Linked DNA regions of Sus scrofa: region 2 is linked to region 1. The links are chromatin contacts, called in public HiChIP or PLAC-seq maps. All regions are on one chromosome and are shown on one strand. The core of a region is the stretch at or near the end of the contact, and the rest is flanking DNA. Distances in the headings are between cores, read along the strand shown.

The links. HiChIP or PLAC-seq counts read pairs in DNA pulled down with a chosen protein or histone mark.
Region 2: a contact with region 1 is called in an H3K27ac HiChIP or PLAC-seq map of alveolar macrophages. The contact joins two enhancer-like sites. A contact is called at or near these places in 3 of 47 Hi-C or Micro-C datasets (brain and skeletal muscle) and 1 of 2 datasets of contacts at active chromatin or transcription factors (alveolar macrophages).

Annotation. Positions count from the first base shown.
Region 1 is chr14:129,168,901-129,176,729 of Sscrofa11.1, forward strand. All of the region lies in intron 1 of GRK5 (G protein-coupled receptor kinase 5), which reads left to right. Among named protein-coding and RNA genes, the nearest start is that of GRK5, 59 kb to the left of the region's middle. Within about 2 kb of position 2,466, at least 33 of the 83 cell types and tissues checked have an H3K27ac peak or open chromatin away from gene starts, as enhancers often do. A contact at or near this core is called in alveolar macrophages, where this site is marked.
Region 2 is chr14:129,338,518-129,346,374 of Sscrofa11.1, forward strand. It overlaps GRK5 (G protein-coupled receptor kinase 5), which reads left to right. Exons shown (of 16, transcript XM_001928584.6): 13 at 3,827-3,964; 14 at 4,758-4,895; 15 at 5,533-5,664. Among named protein-coding and RNA genes, the nearest start is that of RGS10, 82 kb to the right of the region's middle. Within about 2 kb of position 1,349, at least 8 of the 83 cell types and tissues checked have an H3K27ac peak or open chromatin away from gene starts, as enhancers often do. A contact at or near this core is called in alveolar macrophages, where this site is marked.

The DNA.
Region 1 (7,829 bases), core at 1,216-3,715:
TTGGCCGCTTCATTGTACAGAGGGGGCGTGATGTTGAGGTTGGAAGGTCAGCTGGCCTAGGCCTGAATCCTAGCTCTTCTACCAGTGAGGATGTGAGCTGACTTATTTAATTTCCCTGAGCCTCTGTGGTTTGTGATAGGGTGGTTGAGATTTAAATGCTCCAGAGGGCACAGGATAAATGCCAAGTAAGTGTGGTCCCTGTCATCTTGGTCATCATTGTCCTCATCAGCTCAGAACGTGGAGGAGAGATGGGGGGACAGGTGGGGTCTGTTGTCCTTTTAGTCCCTAGAGAATGCTGTCCTGGTCCCGTCTCCAGGCCTCCACCTGAAGGCGGGGTCCGTCAGTCCCTCGCAGAGGCCTGGGTCCCAGCTGGCCTCACTCCTGGGTGAGCTGGGAGTGGATAACAAAGGGGAAGCCCTCACCTGGCAGCCAGGTCTCCGTGGTGTTCTGGCCCCTCCTGGGGCCGTGGTCATAACCCTGATGTCTTCCGGGCAGGCTTCTGTTTGTTCTCTAATGGAAACGTACAAACAAGGCAGCATCATTTCTAAACGAAGAGGGACTTTTCACAGGAAGTTTGTAGACCCGGCACCTTCTTGCTTGCTGTGGCGCGTGGCCTGTTCGCCAACAATTGGCGTGACTTGCCCGAGAACAATGGAGTGTGGTCATGGCTGCTTCCTGTGAGAAGGAAGAATGGGCACAGGTGGGCATCCGGAGGCCCTGGTCCTCAAGGAAGGGATTTCCTGAGAGCATCCCATGGCCCCTTAACTTGCTGGCCCCGTAGCGGAGCAGTCAGGGCCCGTCGTTGGGGTCCCTGTGGGCAGACCCTGATCTGAGACCTCACGCACTTGAATGTGCTGAGCCGGAGGAAGTGATCAGGACCCCGGGAGTTGCTGCGTTCTGCTGTCTGGCCTCTCCGCGGACACCGGCTCCCAAAAGCTTGCCAGCCCCCAGCTGGGATGTTGACCTTGGGAGGGAGGCCCCCCCCCCACCGCCGGCTTACCCTCCTGCTGTGCCCTCCACGCTTCCAGCTGCTCCTTGTACTCGTTTCCATCCGGGTTTCCTGCTGCTCAGCCTCCTGTTAGTTCCTTCCCTGACCTTCGTGTGTGCTGGTCCTCTCCCTGCCCCTCACCCGTTCGATTCCTCGCCACCCCTCAGGGTTTGGCACAAACCCCACCTTCTCAGGGAGGCCTTTCTTCGCCGTCCTGAGTCGCTGGGCTCCTTGGTGGACCACCAGCCCCGTTGTGCTCCATCAGCCCCCTGTTCGGTCCTTCCTTCCCCAGGGCCCTCCCCCCAGTTTGTGATTGTGCATTGGTGGGTTTACTGGGCCAGGCTGGATGGTGCGGGCCTGGTTCACGCTGCCCATACCAGAGCCCACAGCACCTGCGGACTGTCAAAGGCTGGGTGAATGCACATGTGAGTGTGTGTGTGAGTGTGTGTGTGTGGTGGGGGGGGTTGGCCTCTAGGAGGTTTCAGAGGAAGTTTGTTTCTTCTGAGAGGTGTCATGCAGACAGTGAGGTGGTTTTTGTAAGACCGTAAACATTTTCCTTCCAGCAGCTCACACTGCAGAGTACCTGGCAAAGGAAAAAAACCAAATCGCTGGGTTCTGAAGAAGAGCTGGAACCCTCATCTGCGTGTGGGTGAACTGGCACGCGAGGCCTCGCCAGCGATACCAAGGTGGAGTTTGAACTCTCCCCTACTTCCGAGAGACAGGCTGAAGCAAAATGCATTTAAATGTCATGCGTTATTATTAGTTGTAATCTTATCTTTGTTAATAATAATAGCAGGACCCACCCAGAAGTTGCTGAATAATAGCAGACAGGCGCTTTCCTAAGCTCCCCGTCAGACAGAACGGTGGCCCCTGGGGAGGCGCCGGCTCTGTGAACGCCAGGCGGAGGGATCGAGGGTTCCACCGGAAGCTCCACCCTGGTCACACGTGCTCTGCCACATCCTCCACGCCCTCAGGCGCTCTGGTCACTCAGGGAGGCGCCGCGGAGGCCTGTGGTCTCTCAGTCACGGGCCTCCCCTCTTTATTTTTAAGTTATTTTTATTTTTTATTAAAATTTTTTCCATTTTTTAAAGTTTTATTGATGTATGCATGATTGATTTATGGCCTTGCCTCTGTAGAGGCTCTTCTACCCACCACTACTGAAGCTGCTGGCACAAGTGTGGGGTCTACAGGTCCGGGACCTGCAAGGCAGTTTCTCTTTGCTGCGCTTCTTCATGGCCTTTCCTTTCTATTGTTTGCTGCCCCAGTGACTTGCTGAAACCATGTGTTTCCTACAGATTTTGTTTGCCCGCATTGACTGCTTTGTTTTGCTCTAGTCAACATGCTTTTAACATACACAGATCCATGCAGTCGACAAAGAGAAATCTGGAGCCCCAAACCAGGCGGCTGCACTGAGTCACTGGCTCCATGAGTCTGGAGACCTTGGCTGGTCCAGGACGCGTGAGTGACTCATGCCGTCAACGCTGGCCTGTGTGTGCGAGGAGGTTCAGTGCCGGCTGCATTGAGGGAGGGCAACAGGGGGCCTCTCACTAGGCAGGAGGAAACCCATGTTTGAGAACTAGGTAGTCGAGGTTGAGTCCCAGCTCTCGCACTTCTAGCAGCTACCTGTGACTTCTGAGAAGTTGCTTACCTGAACTGTGTGTTTCCTCATCTGTAAAAACAGTACCTACCTTGGCGGAAGGCTCAAAGGACTTACTATTCAGAAACCATCTGGTGCTAATACATGCCAGGTGCTCTTGTCGCTTGTCTGTTGGGCCCTGTTTTGGGGGCTCTCCTCGGAGATCCTGTTGGGAAAGGCTCTCCAGCAGACCCACCTGACCTCGAGGTGGAATCAAGGTGTTTGTCCCTGTAAGTTGATGTGGTCCTCCTTTGATGTAGTGGTGATTGTCTGTTCATAGAAACGGTTCAGAATGTTCTGAGCCTCTGCCTTGCACAGGACGCACAGATGCTGAATGAGAACAGAACTGGGTTTGCACCCCGGCGCCTGCTCTTACCGGCCCTGTGACCTTGGACGTGCTGCTTACCTTTGAGCGTTTCTCATCTGTGAAACGGAGTGCACGAAATCCCTCTTTCACAGGGTGGCTGTGAGCATTTACTGCACCTGTTCGTAAGGTGCTCGGGTGGGGCCTGGCACAAAGCCAGCACACGGCGGGTAGGGGGTTTGCCCTGACTGATGAGCCGCATCTGAAAAGGCCAGCATTCGGTATCCTTTGAAAGGGCATTGGTCATACAAGAGAACCTGGAAGAAAGTGAAGTGCTGGGGGAGTGGGGAGCAGAGGTCACTGCCTTTCAAGTTCCCAAAGCCTGACCCCATTAGATTGTCCAGGTCATTTGTGGTCCAGCTCTTGGAACTGGAGGGAGAGGAGGCAAGACCATGGTGGAGGGACCTGAGCCACCGAGGACAGCGTGGATTTCTGTTCCGAGAGGGCTCCAAGCAGAAGCTGGATGGTCCCCGAGGGTGTGGGGGGACAGGGATGTGACGGTCCCTCCTGACAGCCTGCAGTGTCCTTTCCGCCCTCGGCATTTTAGGATTCTTGTACAGAACCAGAGAAAATCCTTCTCTCCAGCACCACACACGTGCCAATCTCGCCATCTCAGAATATGAGGGCAACTAATGGATTAATCACGAATGAATTAATGGGGGTACCGTTAACCAGTTTTAAGGGCCCCGTCAGAGAGGAGGTTACACCATCATGGGTAGACTGTGGATTTCTGGAAGGGGGTCTTGGCCCCTGCACCCTAAGCTCAAAAGAGGTGATTTTGAGATGCATCCGCTGGCACCTGTTCTGAGCCCAGTAGCATTAGAGGCCATGATGGACACAGGTGGCACAAAGGGGATTTCGATGTGGTCTCTTCCAAATGGAGCTCCATTGTGGGCTTCTGCTGTCTGCCTTGGTACAATAGGTTGTAAAGATCAGGAGTGAGTGACTTCAAGAATGTGCAGACTCCATATGGCCATTTGAAAAATATTTTCAGTAAATTTAGCCATGAACAATCCGTGGTGCTCATTACTGGATGTTGAGGGCAGGGTGCCAGCCTCAACACTTCAGGCCCAGGCTTTCTCCAGCCCGTCGAGGGTGCCTTAGGCATGGGACCTCAGACCACAGGTGCAGGTGGGCCACTGCTCTGACCCATAGGGCAGGACTTATTTCCCCAGGCTTTGTTGGCCACTAACTTTTTTGACTGTGGTTTTGGGGTTTGTTTGATGGTGGGAGAGTGGCTGAGCCATATACTTAGTTGGTTGTTTTCTTTTTTTTTAATATTTTACTTTTTTTAGAGCAGTTCTAGCTTCACAACAAAATTAAAAGGAAGTACCGAGAGTTCCCATGTATCCTTGCTCCTACCTGTGCTCATCCCCCTCTGTTACCAACACCCCCCACCAGAGTGGTACCTTTGTTACCATTGATGAACCTACATGACCCATCGTAATTCCACAAAGTCCATGGTTTAGTTAGGCTCCAGAAGAGTTTCATTGCCCTAAATGAAACTTCTGTGCTCTGCCTACTTCATCCCTCCCCACCCCTAGCTCCTGGCAACCGCTCATCTTTCTATTGCCTCCATAGCTTTGCTTTTTCCGAAATGTCATATAGTTGGAATCCAACAGTATGTAGCCTTCTCAGACTGGCTTTTTTTCACTTAGTAATATGCATTTAAGTTTCCTCCATGTCTTTTCATGGCTGGATAGCTCTTTTCTTTTTGGTGCTGACTAATATTCACTTGTCTGAATGGACCACAGTTTATTTATCCATTCGCCTCCTGAAGGACTTCTTGATTGTTTCCAAGGTTTGGCATTTATGAATACAGCTGCTATAAATAGCTGTGTGCAGGTTTTTGTGTGGACATGTTTTCAGCTCCTTTGGGTCAGTACCAAGGAATGCAGTTGCTGGGTCGTATGGTAAAGAGTCTGTTTAGTTTTAGAAGATGCTGCCAAACCATCTTCCAAAGTGGCTGTACCGTCTTGCTTTCCCGCCAGCAGTGAGAGTTTCCATCGCCCTCCATCCTCACCAGCATTGGGTGGTGCTGGTGTTCCAGATTACGGCCATTCTGGTAGATGTGTAGTGCTGTCTCATTTTAATCTGCATTTCCCTAATGACATGAGATGTGGAACACATTTTCATTTACTTATTTGCCATCTGTATACGTTTCTTTCTTTTTTGGCCTCCCTGTGGCATGTGGAGTTCCCGGGCCAGGGATTGGATCCAGGCCACTGCTGTGACCTACCTACGCCACAGATGTGGCAACGCTGGATCCTTAACCTACTGTGCCTGGTCGGGGATCGAACCTGCATTCGATCTGTGCTCAAGAGACACCGCTGATCCCCTTGTGCCACAGCAGGACCTCTTCTTTGACGTAGTGGTTGTTAAGGTCTTTGGCCTCTTTTCTAATTAGGTTGTTTGTTTTCTTGTTGAGTTTTAAGAGTTCTTTGTATATTTAAGATAACAGTCCTTCATCAGATGTGTCTTTTGCAAATATTTTCTCCCAGTCTGTAGCTCATCTTTTCATTCTCCTGACATTATCTTTCACAGAGTGGAGGTTTTTCATTTTAATGAAGTCCTGCTTATCTATTCTTTCTTTTTCTGATCACGTTTTTGTGTTGTGTCTAAAGGGTCATGCCAAACCTGATGTCATCTAGATTTTCTCATGTTATCTTTTTTTTTTTCTTTTTTTTTTTTCGTCTTTTTAGGGCTGCACCTGAGGCATATGGAGGTTCCTAGGCTAGGGATCGAATTGGAGCTACAGCTGTCAGCCTGCGCCGGAGCCACTGCCACACTGGATCTGAGCCGCATCTGTGTCCCATGCTGCAGCTTATGGCAACACTGGATCCTTAACCTACTGAGGGAGGCCAGGGATCGAACTCACATCCTCATGGATGCTAGTCAGATTCTTAACTCACTGAGCCACAACAGGAACTTCTCTCATGTTATCTTGTAATGCCTAGGGCTTTTCAGTGGTATCACCATCATTTCTTGTTGAGATTTTGGGGTAGCCTTTCCTAATCTTGGTGTTCTCTTTTTCTTTAGCTAGTTAGAGTGGGTTTGTTGTGAATGAGAGAGCCCTGAGGTGCTTGGTTTGCAGCAAAGCTTCGTTGGCTCTTGGCGTGTGACTAGGGATGGGTTCCCAACCCAGACATTCGTCCAGGAGCTGAGAAGCTGAGAAGCTGGACCCAGGTACTGGTTGACACCAGGTGATACCCTGGGCTCTGGCAGTTTCCCTGGAGGCAACCGCAGGGAACACTGACCACACTGTTCTTTGGGCAGTCTGACCTTGCCAAGGCTGGAAGATATGAGCCAGCAGGAGGGGAAAGTTCCTGGTGGGCTGCATATGACGTGGACGGGAAGCAGGCAAGCAGGAACCCTGCGGGGACACCCCAGGGCTGCCATTCCCTCTGAGGGTCCCTCAGGCACTCTGCCACCATGCTGCCTTCAGAGGGTAATCAGCCCATTCATTCCGAGTGTCACCTTGGCCTTGAAAGTGGTGTCTGGGTCATCAGAAACCTGGGAGGCTCAGCAAAGGTTCCTAGGTGGCTGTTCCTCGTGCTTCTGTTTCCTCTGGTGACCCTCGTGTCTCCCGAAGCAGGGCCGTTCCTCCCCAGCCCGCCGTCTGCAGCTGGAGGCAGGGGCATCTTTGCCTGTTGAGGGAAAGTTGCAGCTTAGCTTCCCCCATGCCCTTGGCTGTGGTCCCTCACACCCTTTAACAGATCTGGTGCCCTCCGGGTGGGCTCTGAGGCCCAGGCTGCAGCCCGAGGAAGGCTGCCAGGGGAATCGGCACCCTAGGGTTCCTGCCTTGATGCCAGCTCTTGCTGGGTGGCCTGAATCTCCTGGCCTCTGAGGGCCGCAGGTTCCTTTTGTTACAGGGAGTTGCTGTGGAAATGCAAAAACCCTTCAAATGTAGCATTTCTCAGAGAGCAACATTGCAGAGTGGTTCAGGAGCCGGGATTTGAATTAGGGTTCGGCCGCACATTTGCTTCCTCAGGCTCTTGGTTTTCCCACCTTTAAATGAATTAGTGGTGGCCCCTAGCCTGCTGCGTTTGGGGAAGATGAAAGGAGATGGACACCGGAGTGTGGTCTCTGGCTCGTAGGTAAGATTCAGAAGGTGGCAGCTAGCACTTCAGATCACTGTCGTCTCGGGTGTGACCGTCACCCAGGATGAGGGGCAAGTTTCCTGACAGTTGCTGGGGTTATAGCCCAGATAAGCACCCAGAGCGAAGTGATGAGGGCCTATAGTTGATCAGCATCTTTGGTTTCTTTTCTCTGAGCAGTGACCTGGACCGGTTGTGTGGCTGTGACCTGCACTTGACCTGTTAGAAACACATGAGGGCAGCCTGAGAGAGCTTCCTTTCACTGGGCAGGATGGGATCTGTGACCACGGATCGTGTTACCACTTCCTGGAGACAGCCAGTCCTTTCAATTTTGAGTTTCATTTATGTAAACTTTTCTGTGATGGAGACTTGATACAGAGGAAGAAAAACATCCAGTGAACCCTTTATTTCCTGTGATAAATGATGACCTTTGGAACTAGGGTCAAGTCTGAGTTCTCCAAGGCAGATTTTTTTTTTTTTTTTTTTTTTTTTTTTGCTGCTATGATTTTTAAAGTCACGACATGCTGTGCTTTTGGTGGCTGCTCTTTCTGGCTGATAATCCGATTGAGATGCCAGTAAATTAGATGGGTGCCTTTGGAAGGCATTCAGGTATTACTCATAGGGGTAAAAATGCAACATTTGCTCAGGGAGAGGGCTGAGCCTTATAAAAATGGCTCTATGCCCTTCGCGTCAACATCGGGCAGGAGAAGAAGGGCTACAGGAGTTGGGGACCATCCTGCTGGG
Region 2 (7,857 bases), core at 99-2,598, 170 kb after region 1:
GACAGTGAATTGGTCTGACCACAAGCAGGGCTCCCTTGGGGAGTGACCTTTAGACAGGCTCATTGGGTGGAGCCAGACTGAGGGTTTAGAAGCCAGATAGAGGAAGGAGTGACAGGAGCCATCAAAAGTGGAGCTGGGAGGGGGAGTTCCCTGGTGGGCTAGTGGTTAGGATTTGGTGCTTTCCCTGTTACAGCCTGGGTCCAATCCCTAGTTTGGGAACTGAGATCCCACATCAACCCACTGCATGCGGAGGCCAGAAAAAGAAACGGGGGAGCTGGGAGAGAGTCAGTGAGTGACTGCGGCCCCTCCCACCAACCCAGGTGGGCCCCTTCCCTTCCTGCCTGGCTCTCGGGCTCCCACCTGTGCCCCCTGGGCCCCCTCCCTCTGGTACAGGTCCAGCTGTGCTGGCACTCCCACCATAGGCAGCTGCCCTCTAATGCCAGCCACACAGGGACAGGAAGGGACTGAGCACTGGTGCGGGGCACCTCTTGTCCCTGGATCACACTGCATGGGAGCAGCAGAGGCCGCTGGCCCTGGGGTCTGCCCTCCCTCCCCCATGTCTGAATCCTGTGCATAAACAATCAGGCTGGAATCACAGAAGGGCAGCCCAGGGATCTGATTAAAAGTAGTGAAGTTCCTGCTTCTAGAAGACCAGAGGCTGCACTGCTAGGGGCCCAGGAGCCACCTGGCATAGCTCCCCCTGCCCAGAAGTCTGCCCTCCTAAAGCCATCTGCCCCTGCCGGACTGCTTTCTCTACCAGCCTCAGTCTGATGTCACAGAGGCGGGGAAGAAGGACTTGGGCCGAGCTGCCGCCTGACCACTTCCTAAGGGAGAGGAACCGAACATAGAGCTGTCATTTGCATGTGTGTGTGTGAGACCCTGAGGGAGGATGGCGTGTACACAGGCAAACACACACCCAGACCATGAGGGCCGGCCTGCAGCTGGGCACTTGCCTGCAGCTGGGGCGCCTCTAAGAAAACAGGGTTTCACAGCGGCCAGAGCTGGGGCTGGGGGCACAAGAGGAGCAAGGCAGCAAAAGGCAGGTACATGGACACGTGGGGTCCTAGCGATGCTTGAAAACTGGGGTGGGGGGAAGGCAACAATACCTGGTGACGGCGCAACCAGACATCTATCCAGTGGGACCTAATTGGGTGAGGGGTGGAAGAAGGTCAGAGCATCCCCAGTTGTCCCAGGTCAGGGTCAGGAATTCAGAGAAGCAGGTCTTGAGAGATCCTCAATGGCAACGTGGACATGCTGAGAGGACAGAGAGCCACAGAGGGCCCCCTCCCTGCCCACAGTCATCGGCTTTGGCGCTCCAGGACCAGGGGCACTGCTGCTCCTCTGCTGCCTCCTGGTGGTCACTGAAGGAAAGGCGACAGCTGAGCCTGGGGTTCCAGGCAGACCTCAGCCTGTGGGTGCAAGTGTCAGACCAAGGTCCCCTTATCTTTCTCAGCGAGAAGAACCTTAGGAGGCCTCTGGCCTTGTTCTGTCTCCTTACAAATGACCCTGGAGTCTTGAGATTCTGGTCTTGGCTTCTTCTACACCCTTAACCCCAGCCCATCTGCTCTGGCAGCCAGGCTTGTGCTGTCACTGCCAAGGGACACCAGCTTGGGACATGGCAGGGCCTGACTATAAGGAAACCATGGAGGCCCCGGACAGCTCCGGCCCCGCCTGCTGAACAAGGCCTCGCTACAAACAACAAGGAAGCTGGACCTCCGCCCCCAGATTCCACCCCCCATTCCATTTTGGCAGCCACAAGACCCCCCTCCCCTGGGATCCAGAAACGCATGCATCTCATCGCACTGTCCCCTGGGTCCAATCCCTGGGCCCAGACCTCAGCCCCCACTTTCTTAGGCCCTTGCTGAGTCCCAGCACTGGTCCTTCCCCACCGGCCCCGTAGCCAGCTCACTCTCACCAGAAGCCCTCTCTGCCTGCACCCCATTCAACTCACAGCTTCTCTCCCTCCCGCTTCTCCGGGTCCATACCTGATGTTGAATGTATCAACTTGACCTGATGCCCAGGTTGCAAACAAGCAGCGGGTACGTGGGCATTTATTTCAGCTTGCGCAGTGTTTTAGAAAGAGGTGAATAATAGGCTAATTGCCAAGACTTTAAAATGGGCTGAATTCACATTAAAAAACTTTGATTTTTCTGGCTTCTCTCAAAAAAAGTAGAAGCCCTGGACACTGGCCGACATTGCTGGCTGGCAGGAGCTGATGGGCCGCCTGACACAGCCCACCCAGCCTACCTCTCTCCTTTATAGCCCTCATTTGTGTTCTCTGTCTGGCCAGCCGCCAGCCCCTGCAGGCTTTGGGGTCCATGGCCTCCTGGGATTTCTGTGAGCAGAGCAAAGCCCCAGGAAGACAGCCAAGGGAGGCCCCAAGCTGCTGGCCCTGGGGTGAAACATGCCGGGTGGTCAGTGACCAAATGGCTTAGTCCCTTCAAGGCTGTGACCTGGTGCTTGCCCTGCTGCCCCCTTTCATTCCTTAGTGGGTTGTTGTTTTTTTTTTTAGGGGGGGACTGTCCCAGCAAAGCTACCCTCCAGACCATAAGCCCCAGGAGCTCCCCCCCCCCCCCCCCGCCAATGGCTCTGAGGCAAGCTGCAAATGCGTGTTAAATGAACAAGTGCCAAGGATGCCAGAATATTGGTGAAAGATAGGGCTGGACTCCCTCCAAGGTGCAGGCAGGCCACTCATCTTGATTGTATACTCAAAGCAGACACTTAGTAGATTGCAACTGTATACAGGGTGCAGTGCTCAGTGGGGCAGGAGAGAGAAGCTGGGGCTGGAGCCTGAGACTGAGGGGAGGGGCGTGGCGGCCCTGCCCCTCCCACACTAAGGCCCGCCCCTCCCTCTCCCCCTCCCCTCCCTTTCCCCCCCTCCCACATCTTTCATTCACACCTTCCTCCCATCTGGCCGGCTGGCTGTTGCTGCAGCCTCTTCCTCTATTAAGTGTCCTGCCTTTTGGCTGTGACGAGGATATTCGTCTACCCCAACCATCTTTGGCTCCCCACTACCTTGGGATTAAAATTCCACCTCCAGACCTGGCCTTCAGGACCCTCTATCCCTGTCCCCCACCAGTCTCCTTCTCCCTGAGCCGTCCGTCGCACTCAGCCTTCACTCAAACTCAAAGACCAGTGTTCCCCAAGCACACCCTGAGCGTCCCTGCTGCTCTGCTCATGCTGATGCAGGTCCCTCCAGCGTGTTCTCCCTGCTTCGCCAGCCTGTCTCAAAGGCCACCTCCCCAGGAGGCCTCCCGGTCCCCCAGCCTGCAGCCAGTCCCTGTTCCTCTGCCACCTTGGTGTCATATCTGTATTGCCTTGATGGGCCCTTTGAACATGGTTTTGCTGAGGCCAGACCCTCAGCATCCTCTCTCTCGGGACCTACTGGGTACCAGGCTACAGTGTACCTGTGAATTGAGTAAATGAATGAGAGAAACTAGAGACGAGCCCTTGCCCTTCGTAGCTGACCTGGAGCAGAAGAGATCCCACCAGCTCCAGGCAGGCACTGGCGCTGGACACGCAGTCGTGGGGAGCAACAGGATTCCTGCTCTCTGGGGACCAGGCATCTGAGCACCCTGGGAATGTGGGACCACCAGGCACAGCGCAGCTCAGGAGGCCGAATCGAGGTCTGAGCAGGGTTGGGCAGTGTCCACTGGGTACCTGGAGTGGTGCAGGCACCATGGAGGTGAGAGGACGGATGTCCGGGGGTCTCAGGGACACGTGTGAGAGGGAGATAACTACGGGCTCTCCAAGCCCCTCGGCCCCTCGGGCCTCCAGGCAGGAGGAACAGCCCCAGGCGTGTCCTCATGGGACTTTCCTGTCACAGCTGCTCACCAAAGATGCAAAGCAGAGGCTGGGCTGCCAGGAGGAGGGGGCTGCAGAGGTCAAAAGACACCCCTTCTTCAGGAACATGAATTTCAAGCGCTTAGAAGCTGGGATGTTGGATCCTCCCTTTGTTCCGGATGTGAGTAGCCTCCCCAGCCTGGATCGAGCCTATGCACCTACTTACCACTTTTGACTTCGCTCAACATCTATGCTGGGCCCTGGGGTGGGGTGGAGACCCAGGGGGCAGGGGGCAACCCCCGGCCTCCAATAGCAGGACCCCTGGCCTCCAGCAGCAGGACTCTAAGTCTGGGGGCTCCCTCTGCGTCCAGCCTGGCATCATCCCCTCTATGAAGCCCTCATCTCCAGAATCCCAGGCTCTCAGAGCCCCCTGGGCGACCCCTATGACTAACCTTGAACTCCCAGAGGGCAGGGCCCGGGTTTGTCTCTCAGTCCCAGCACAGCAGCCCCAGACCAGTGAGATAAAAGAAATCATTGCGGTTATAGTGCCACGTCCATACACAGCCCCTTGGCCAGGTGCTTCCACTATCCCCATTATGCAGGCAAGTAAACTGAGGCCTCAGGGGATGTGTGACTTTCCCAAAGTGCTGAAGCACCACGGCTGGGACCCCAGCCCAGGTCTTTGTGGCTGCAGAGCCTGCATGCTGACCCACCACCTCTGACTGGCCTCTGATGTGAAGTCTTCCTGGGACCTCCCCGTCACAGCCTGTGTGGGGCAGTGACAGCGGGAGGGGGCCCTGAGCTCTCATCACTCCAACTGGGGGCCTTGGCACCTCTGAGTGAGGGCAGCTCGGGTTCCCAGGGCTAGGGTGGCCCTGGGAGACCTCCCTTGTTTCCCATCAAGACCCCCAGGCCTGGCCGGGGGCCCCAGAGCCCTGGGCAGGGCCCCCAGTACAAGTGCCCTGCCCTCCCAGCCCCGGGCCGTGTACTGCAAGGATGTGCTGGACATCGAGCAGTTCTCCACTGTCAAGGGCGTCAACCTGGACCACACGGACGACGACTTCTACTCCAAGTTCTCCACGGGCTCCGTGCCCATCCCGTGGCAGAGCGAGGTGAGCACCACGGGGTCCTCGGCTTCGCCCCGGGGGGAGGGTGCAGCGGGGGCAGGAGAGGGACAGTTGGGTGGGCGTCCCTGTGGCTGGACTGGGGTGTGGTGGGGTGTGGAGGGGACATGGTGTGGTGCCGGGTCAGGAGCTGGCGGGACGGGAATAGGAGGTGAGGCAGACACGGCCTGTCCGGAGACTCTGGAGACGTTCGGCCGGGAAGAAGAGAAATGGGGCAGCAGCCGAGTGCTTAAGGGGGTCAGAATTGGGGCAAGTTCTAGCTGGTTCGAGTGAGATGGAAATGATGGGGCAAGGGGGCTGCAGCTTTGGGGTGGAGGAGGAGGTGGGTTCGGGGCTGGAAGATAAGCACCCCCCACCCCCCTCACCCTCCCCTCCCCTTTCCCCCCCCCCCCATGACCGGCTCTGCTGTCTCAGGGAGGGCGGCTTGCAAGGCTGTCCAGGAGGGGCGGTGGGCAGGCGGGGAGCTGCCAGGTGTCAGCCTGGTGAGATGGAGGGTGGTGGAGGCCCCCGCAGGCTGAGGACCAGGCTGAGGACGGCGCCAGCCAGGGCTGGCCCACTGGGATTCCTTTCCACCCAAGATGACCCATGCAGCCGCTCACACCCCCGTGTTTTGACGCTTCTCCAGATGATAGAAACGGAGTGCTTTAAGGAGCTGAACGTGTTTGGACCTAACGGTACCCTCTCACCGGACCTGAACAGAAGCCACCCTCCGGAACCACCGAAGAAAGGGCTGCTCCACAGGCTCTTCAAGCGTCAGGTAAGCTCCCCCCCTACCCCCCACCCTGCTGTCCCAGCCTCTGCTCTGGGAAACCCCCAGGCCTGGCCTTTCCAGGAGACAGAGACCAATTTGTGGGCTTGGGAGACCCACAGCAGCAGTGGCCTAGGGGGGACAGGCAGCCTGTCTGAAGTGCCTGAACCCACTGGCTGATGGGTCCCCGCGCAGAAGGGGCAGGCCAGCGCTTCATCAGAGTCTCAGGGTCCCTCAGCCTGGGTCGTGGGAATGACCTGTGCCTTGGGGGGTCTTTAGCAGCATTTCCGGCCTCCACCCAATAGATGGCAGTAGCACCCACTCCCATGTGTCAATCAAAATGTCTCCATGGAGATCTCTGGTGGCACAGGGCGTTAAGGATCCAAGGTTGTCACCGCTGTGACATGTGTTTGACCCTGGCCTGGGAACTTCTGCATCCACGGGCACGGCCAGTAGTCTCCAGACAGGTGTCCAGTATCCCTGGGGACACAGTGCCCGTGGTTGAGAGCCATTGTAAAGATGGAGGCAAGTTCTGTAGATAAAGATTTGACATAACAAGGCACAGGGAACTGGTGTTGGAGAGGCGATCCCCACAGAACCTCATGGTTCCTAAGGTGCGGCCCCCATAGTTTGATGCTGTGTGCCTCAGCCAGAGGAGACTGCCCCTTGGGAAAAGGTACTCTTCCCTCAGAGCCTGTCCTTGGATCAGGGTTGGTGTGAGTCAGGTGGAAGAAATAACCCAGGAAGGACCTGGCAGGCCTTCTAGAATGAGACCCCTAACCTCCACCCTGCCTCCAAGAGGGTGGCCACAATAGCGCCCCTCCTGGCCAAGCCCTACAAGAAAGCTTGGCCCCAGCGTTCTGATCCCACAGCCTGGGAAGCCCCTGGTTTCTTACTTTCCTCCTCCCCCCAAGGGAGCAGCCTCTCCCCCAAGGAGGATGAATAGGCGCAGGTAGGTGCAGCTCCATCCCCAGGCCGCTGGGAATCCCAGCTCCCTCCCGCTTGGATAACAGGGAAGTGGTGGCCGTTCATGGTGTTCCACTGTGGACAGGCCCTGGGCTGGGTGCTTTTTGAAGGCTTCTCTTATGTAATCTCCACAAAACCCCAGACCTTCATTCAGCTAGACCTTCATTCCTCCAGTATGTACTGAGCACCTGCTCTGCGCTAGACTATTAACTCAGGACTTGAGAAGCTTCAGCCGGGAAACCACATCCCTCCTTGGGGGCAGCTTAGTGAAGTGTGAGTCCAGGGTGTGCTCCTATCGCCCCATTTCACAGATGAGGAAACTGAGGCCGAGAGGGGTTAAGGAACTTGCCCAAGGTCACACAGCTGGTGAGCCCATGAGAAAGACCTGGGATAACAGGGAGGAGGGCAGGGATCTGGCAGAGAAAATGCAGACCGAGTTTTTGTCTAAAAACTTCATGTGAGCTTCACATCCTATTCCATATTGTACTCCTGTCTGTTTACTGTAAAAATATAATTTTAAAATGCTTCCATCAAGTAAAATTGAAGTTTCAGGGAGTTCCCCTTATGACTCAGCAGGTTAAGAACCTGACTAGTATCCATGAGGTTGCAGGTTTGATCCCTGGCCTCGCTCAGTGGGTTAAGGATCCGGCATTGCCATGAGCTGTGGTGTAGGTTGCAGAAGTGGCTCAGATCCCATGTTACTGTGGCTGTGGTATAGGCTGGTGGCTGAAGCTCCGATTTGACCCTCAGCCTGAGAACTTCCATATGCCATGGGAGCAGCCCTAAAAAGAAAAAAAAAAAAAAAAATGACCTCTGTCTCCAACATGGGGCGGGGGACAGGACGGCCCCAGGCCTGGGACAAGCATTTGCTGTGAAAGCTCGTGGCCCGGGTTCAAACCAGGCCCTGACCCTCCTCAGACGGGCAGCAGCTTATTGAACCACCCAGCCTCAGTTTGTCCACTTGAAAAACCAGGACGGAAATTCCTGCTGCCCGGAGCAAGGAGGAGGCTGAGGGAGGTGGAAGACAGCGGCCTCGGGGCAGAGGCTGGCCCCCCACCCCAGGGGAGCAGATACTCTGGGTCTCTCTTCTCCTGTGGTGTGAGGGACCCTCACCCACGGGGTGCCAGGAGGGGGCCAGGAGTCCTGAGGACCAGCAGCTCGTCGTCCCCAGGTCTGCACGGGGAGAATGCAAAAGGCAGCAACAAGCAAGGAAAGGAGCTGCTCTGTGGTCCAGGG